Regions from separate parts of the Sus scrofa genome. Here region 2 is linked to region 1. The links are chromatin contacts, called in public HiChIP or PLAC-seq maps. All regions are on one chromosome and are shown on one strand. The core of a region is the stretch at or near the end of the contact, and the rest is flanking DNA. Distances in the headings are between cores, read along the strand shown. Region 1 holds the start of ZFAND6 (AN1-type zinc finger protein 6). Region 2 holds the start of FAH (fumarylacetoacetase).

What was found. HiChIP or PLAC-seq counts read pairs in DNA pulled down with a chosen protein or histone mark.
Region 2: an H3K27ac HiChIP or PLAC-seq map of alveolar macrophages shows a contact between it and region 1. The contact joins the promoter of FAH here to the promoter of ZFAND6 in region 1. A contact is called at or near these places in 2 of 5 promoter capture datasets (fetal liver and liver), 8 of 47 Hi-C or Micro-C datasets (alveolar macrophages, blood, embryonic fibroblasts and 3 more) and 2 of 2 datasets of contacts at active chromatin or transcription factors (alveolar macrophages and skeletal muscle).

Annotation. Positions count from the first base shown.
Region 1 is chr7:48,965,822-48,968,930 of Sscrofa11.1, forward strand. It overlaps ZFAND6 (AN1-type zinc finger protein 6), which reads left to right and starts at 1,581. Exons shown (of 6, transcript XM_021098857.1): 1 at 1,581-1,867.
Region 2 is chr7:49,046,371-49,049,479 of Sscrofa11.1, forward strand. FAH (fumarylacetoacetase) reads left to right here and starts at 1,463. Exons shown (of 14, transcript XM_003356648.4): 1 at 1,463-1,747. The coding sequence starts at 1,667.

The DNA of each region.
Region 1 (3,109 bases), core at 331-2,830:
ATTTGAATGCCTTTTAAAACCACAAACCACATTTTGAATACTTTTATGCCCTAGGCGAGACTCTCCAGTTTACCACTGTCCCCCTCCCTTTGCTTATACTAGACTTAACTTTACAGGTCCTGGCCCCCTGATGCATCTGTTGGTCACCTCACAACACTTCACATTCTATTCTTCAAACCCCACCCTGCATTTTCCAGCCTCTTTTTTTTTTTTTTTTTTCCTTTTTTCTTTTTAGGGCCACACCCACACATATGGAGGTTCCCAGGCTAGGGGTCAAATCGGAGCTATAGCCACTGGCCCACACCACAGCCACAGCAACACGGGATCTGAGCCGCATCTTAGACCTACACCACAGCTCATGGAAACACTGGATTCTTAGCCCATTGAGAGAGGCCAAAGATCCAACCTGCGTCATCATGGATGCTAGTCAAATTTGTTTCCGCTGAGCCACGACAGGAACTCCAATCTTCCAGCCTCTTTAGGAGAGTAGGAAAATGATTCTTTTGGTTCCCAGCAGGTTAGGTTGTAAGCACTCTTCAGTGCCAAAAGCCAATGCCACCTTCTCCTTGAAAACTTCTTTCTGGCCCCATATCTTCTCCTCCATAATTAACTGCTTCTTATCCCAAAGGCCTACTGCAAAATACCTTACTGTGACACAGGTCAAAATCTCTCTCCCCCAGTTGAGATGCCATTAGGGTGAGGATAGTGAGATAATCCCTTCAAATTTAAAGAGGTACTAAAAAGCTAAGTAATCAAGATAACATTTTAAATCTATATGTTAAAGTATAATTCGAATTAATTCCAAAAAATTCATGAACAAAACATCAAATATAAAAATACAAGAGGATCCTCAGGACTCCGTCCGCCTCCTACCTGCTGGCGTCATCCGAAACCCTCAATCACTGTAGGACTGAATGACCTCGAACTATGGTCTTGTACTTCTTGTGCTGCGCGTGAGCCGGAAGGCTGAGAAACTGCTGGGGAGTCATTCTCCTCATCACCCCAAGCCCCCCGCGCAGTAACACGGCCTGTACCACTCTGCTGGGAAGTGGACACGCGCTTTTGAAAAGGCTGGGAACCAGGTGCTTGTGGAGGCGTGTGGGTCCGTGTGTGAGTGTGTGACACAGGTGTGCACGCGCGCTTCGAGTCTTGCTTCTCTTTCCAAGCCATGGTTCAGGGTTGGGCAGGGTACTGCCTTCGTGTATGCACCCAGACCTTAGACTTTGCGCTTGCAAAGATGGGGGGGGGGGCACAAGACTGCACGTGGGGAGAGCTCAGAATTCCTTCTTGCACAACTGGCAGGTGGAGCGAAACTCCGGCGCCTCATTCGGGGACCAGAACATGCCACTCCCTTCGAGGGAGCAGAGGGAACCTGGATCTACAGCGCCCGGTTCATCGAATCTCCACGCGACCCCTCGAACTGTCAGCCCGCGGCTGTGGGAGGGAGAGAGACCTGGGTGGGAGGGGGCTCCCAGGGGGCAGTGGAGGCAGAGAGGGCGGAGGAGCGTCTCCTCTCGTTCCGCCCCGCCTCTTCTCTGGGCTCTGGCCAATCGCCGCGCACTCAGAGCTCTGGCCCCGCCCCTCCCCGCCGGCTCAGGCCTGCGGCTGCTCCCGGGCCGGTAATAATTAGGCTGCGGGAGGGGGTTGCCGCGTCAGCGCCCTGCATCGGCCAATCCTGGAGCTCTCCCCGGCGGTCGCGTCACAGGCCGAACAACCAAACAGAAAAGTTTAATAAACAGCGGACGGAGGGGCTGGCGGCGGCGGCGGGGCCGGAGCGAGCAGGGGTTCGGCGGCCTCACCTGTCCCCATTCACCGGCGGCGACCGGCGGCGGCGGGCAGCGCGTCAGGCGGAGAGGGCCGCCGCCAGGTGAGGAGCGCTGCCCGCGGGGCCCGGGCGCCCCTGCGCCTCCCCTCCCCCCCCGCTCCCTTCCCCCACCGGGCTGAGGCGAGGCCCGCCCCCGGCCCCTCCCGGCGCGGGCGAGCCGGAAGCGGAGGGCGGCCGGCGGGCGCAGCAGGTGGTGGGCCCGCCGCCGGCCGCTGGCTCGCGGGCCAGGGCCAGGCGTTTGCTGAGGGGCGAGGGGCTTCCCGGCCCCGGGGGCAGGGGCCGAGGCGCGGCTGACCCCCTCAGACGAGCGCCCAGCGCTCGCGGTACTGAGCTTCCCGCCGGGGGCGGGGTGGGGGGGGTTGGCGCACCAAGGTCGGGACCCCCACTGTCGGCGGGCCTCGGGAGCCGCGACGCTCGCCGCCGCGACCCCATTCCGGGCATTTTGCGGGTGAGGGTCTTAGGGACCCCGGGCACCGTCGGGAGCGTCCCTGTCACCAGACCCAGTCAAGGTTCCCCCCCTCCCCCCGCACGTCTCCGCGTCTCCGAGCCCGAGTCCTTTTTGGAATGTTTTTCACCTGCTGTGTTTTCAAAAACCAGCGAGGGGGGGGAAAGTCTAGCAAGTCGGGTTACAAGAGGGCTTCCGGGGTTGGTCTCTTTCTCCTCTGCTCCTCTTTGGAGGGCCCAGGACCTCTGCATTTTCTCTCCTCCCAAATAGTATTTTCGAGTTGCCTTCTAGCTACGTAAACAAGTTCAGAAGAACATTGTGTTGGAAATGATTCTAAGTTTATGTTGAAATTTTGTGCAGAGCTACAGGATTAAGATGCTGTGATGATTGATCTTCAAACTAGAAAGTAGTTCAACAGTGTGAAGAAGTTAAGGGCTTAGGGTTACATACAGACCATTTATTTAAAGTTGTTTGGCAGTAAAAAAAAAAAAAAACTGGTTAGTTTCTCATTTTAATCCTCTGAGAAAGAGGTTTAAATTCCCCTTTCAAATGAAGTTCGAAATTTGATTTTTTTAAATGTAAAATACCATACACGTTTAAAGCTAGTTATGTAATAATTATGTTTTAGGACACTTGCCGAGTTACCCATAGTCCAGAGCTTCAGGGGAAAAAGTTCTTTTTCTGCAAAATATGCACACTTAAATTTACCAAACAACTTGCTTTTAACTTTTTCTGTCACATTTTAAAATATATTTAAGGGGGACGAGTCACGAAGGTGTACAGGAGAAATATTTAGGAGCTGTCGGTTTATTATCTTGATTGTAGTGATGATTTCCTGT
Region 2 (3,109 bases), core at 213-2,712, 80 kb after region 1:
AAATAACAATTAAAAAAATAAATAAAAATAAAGAATATATATGTTCTTCAGAAAAAAAAAGATGTGAATTTGTTTTTCCTCTCCTGCTCCCTTCCTTCATTTTTTTCTCCCTCTCTTCCCCTCCCTTCTTTCTTTTTCTCAGTCTCCCCTTTTATTATTTATTTATTTATTTTGATTTTTAGGGCCACACCTGTGATATATGGAAGTTCCCAGGCTAGGGGTCGAATCAGAGTTACAGCTCCCAGCCTTCACCGCAGCCACAGAGGATCCGAGCCACGTCTGCACCACAGACCAGAACTCATGGCAATGCCTGATCCTTAACCCACGGAGCAAGGTCAGGGATTGAGCCTGAAACCTCATGGTTCCTAGTTTGATTTATTTCCGTTGTGCCACGATGGGAACTCCTCAGTCTCCCCTTTTAATCTTTACACACAAACACCTAGAATTTCTGTATGTCAGGTGCAAGTGCTCCACAGTTAATTTAATTCTCATATCAACTCTGTGAAGTAGGAAGTTTTATCAACCTTATACAGGGAAGAAAGCTGAGCCAGAAAGAGGTTAAGTAACTTGCCCAACATCAAACAACTTGCCAATGTCATTTTAACACTGGTATATGCAATAAACAGGTATTTTATAATCTATCTATATATATATATACATACGCTGTGTGTGTGTGTGTGTGTGTGTGTGTGTATTAGGGCCGTAACTGCGGCATCTGGAAGTTCCCAGGCTAGGGGTGGAATTGGAGGTGCAGTTGCCTGCCTAAGACACAGCCACAGCCAGCTTGGGATCTGAGCCGCATCTGTGACCTACACTGCAGCTCACCTCAACCCTGGATCTTTAACCTGCTGAGCAGAACCAGGGATCAAACCCACATCCTCATGGATACTTGTCAGGTTCCTTACCGCTGAGCCACAACAGGAACTCCCAGGTGAGTGATATTTTTTAGAATATTAATTTTCATTAATTTAAGCCTTCCAAACAGGCATGATCCTTTCACTGATAAAGTCAAAGTGCCATAGCTGACAGATTAGCATGGTTTATGAAAGCAGAAAAGACTGGACTGGACTGGAAGCAATGTTCCAGCTCAGGAGGTAGCATCTGGCGTCAAAGTGTCTGCTGTATCCAGGAAACCAACAAGACTTTTGTTGAGCTGAAAAGCAGGGCACACAACCGAGGGAAAACGAGGCTGAAGTCACCCCCGGCAGAGCCTTAAATGCCAGGTTGGCATCGCTCTCGGTAGGACCGAGGACCCTGCACCAGCAACTGGACCAAGGCCTCCTGGGAGGTGGACTCGGGGAGGAGGGCTCTCAATGAGGAGGTGGGGCTGCTAGCGTATGAGCGAAACTGGAGTGGGAGGGGGAGGAGGGGTTGTCCAGGGGTGGAGTTTGCGGAGAAACAGGCCTCATGGAGGGGCGGGGCTAATGGGGATGGGGCCTCTTGGTGAGCGGGCCTTGTGGAGGGGCGGGGCTCGAGGAGAGGCGGAGCCCTCGGGTAGGGCGGGCCGGGCCCTGCTGGGTCAAGGGGTCAACTCTGGTGGGGCGGGCCTGATGGGGCGGGGTCCTCAGGGGGCGTGACCCGGCCTGACCACCTCGGCGAGTCCCGGCCCGCTGATCGCCCGCAGCCCGCAACCCGCAGCCAGCTTCTCTGCTCGGTGCTCGCCAGCATGTCCTTCGTCCCTGTGGCCGAGGATTCTGACTTCCCTATCCACAACCTGCCCTACGGCGTCTTCTCCACTACAGGCAACGTGAGCTGCCATGCTCGGCTTCCGGGCGCCGGGAGGGAGGGCGTCCCCTTCGCCCAGAACCCCCACTCCTCTTTGTGGCTCCGCCCTGGTCAGATAAAGCAGGACGTTGAGCTGGTCATTTCTATGCTAGAAACTTCTTGCGAAGATCCCCAGTGCTATTTGGGGCCTTGAGAGCTGTGTCTCTCGTTTTCACCCCTGGGGGTGCGTTGGGAGGTAGGGTGGAGGCAGGGGCCTTATTCCTTTTGTGTGTGTGTGCTTTTTTAGGGCTGCACCCCGGGCATATGGAAGTTCCCAGGCTAGGGGTCTAATCGGAGCTGCAGCTGCCGGTCTACACCACAGCCACAGCCACGCAGGATCTGAGCTAAGTCTGCCACCTACATTGAAGCTCACAGCAACGCTGGATCCTTAACCCACTGAGCAAGGCCAGGGGTGAACCCGCATCCTCATGGATACTAGTCAGATTCGTTTTCGCTGTGCCACAACGGGAACTCCCACCTTTTTTCTTTTGCGTAGATCGTGGAGAGTGCTTGGTGGATTCATATTCCTCCTGGCAACCTCTAGATGTGCAAGTTATTGAAACTCTCAGCCTCAGTTTCTACAGGTTTATGTGAGAATTAAATGCAAAATAAGAGAAAACATATGAATCACCTCCTCAGGCAAACAGAGCAAGTTTGATTATTATTACAGAGGAGTTGAACTCACAGTCAACCCCAAAGTCATTTGGCTTTGTTTCCTTCCCCCAGAGACTATACGGCCAGTTGCTCAACTCCCAGGTTAGTCCCTAACCCTAGAACTCAGGAAATACTGATCAACTCAATATTTTTAGTAGCTCAGAGGGGTGAGTGCCTTGGGATCTAATAGTCTAAGAAGTCAAGTTTCTTTGCCTCCAGCTGGTCTTCTTGCAGCTCCCAGGGCTCCCTGGGCTCCCTCACTGTTCAGAAGCCCTTTGAGGCAGAGAAAGGAAATTTCGCTTTAGAGCGTGTAGTCTGCTTGGCAGAAAGAAATCTTTGAAAACTGGGAGTTTATCAACAAACATATAAGAAGCTTCCCAGAGTGGGGAAAGCAGTTTCCCTTGGATTTATTTGTATTTTTGGCTTAGATTTCTGCCCCCAACTTTCAAGGTAAAGTCTTAATTCACTCTGTAAAGCAGAGAAGCCCAGAATCTGCTTCGCCCTGTTGGCTAGATGGAGCTTCTAGCAGGAAGCCCCTTCCTGAAGAGTGGGTTCCCTGCCCCCCGTGGGTGATCATTGGCCTCAAGTACAGCATTTGCCAAGGTCTAAAAGATTCAGTGTGTGGTTGCACAACTGCCAGGCCTGGCCAGATGTTGCAAGAACACAGAAAGTTAACAGTCTCCTAGAAGTC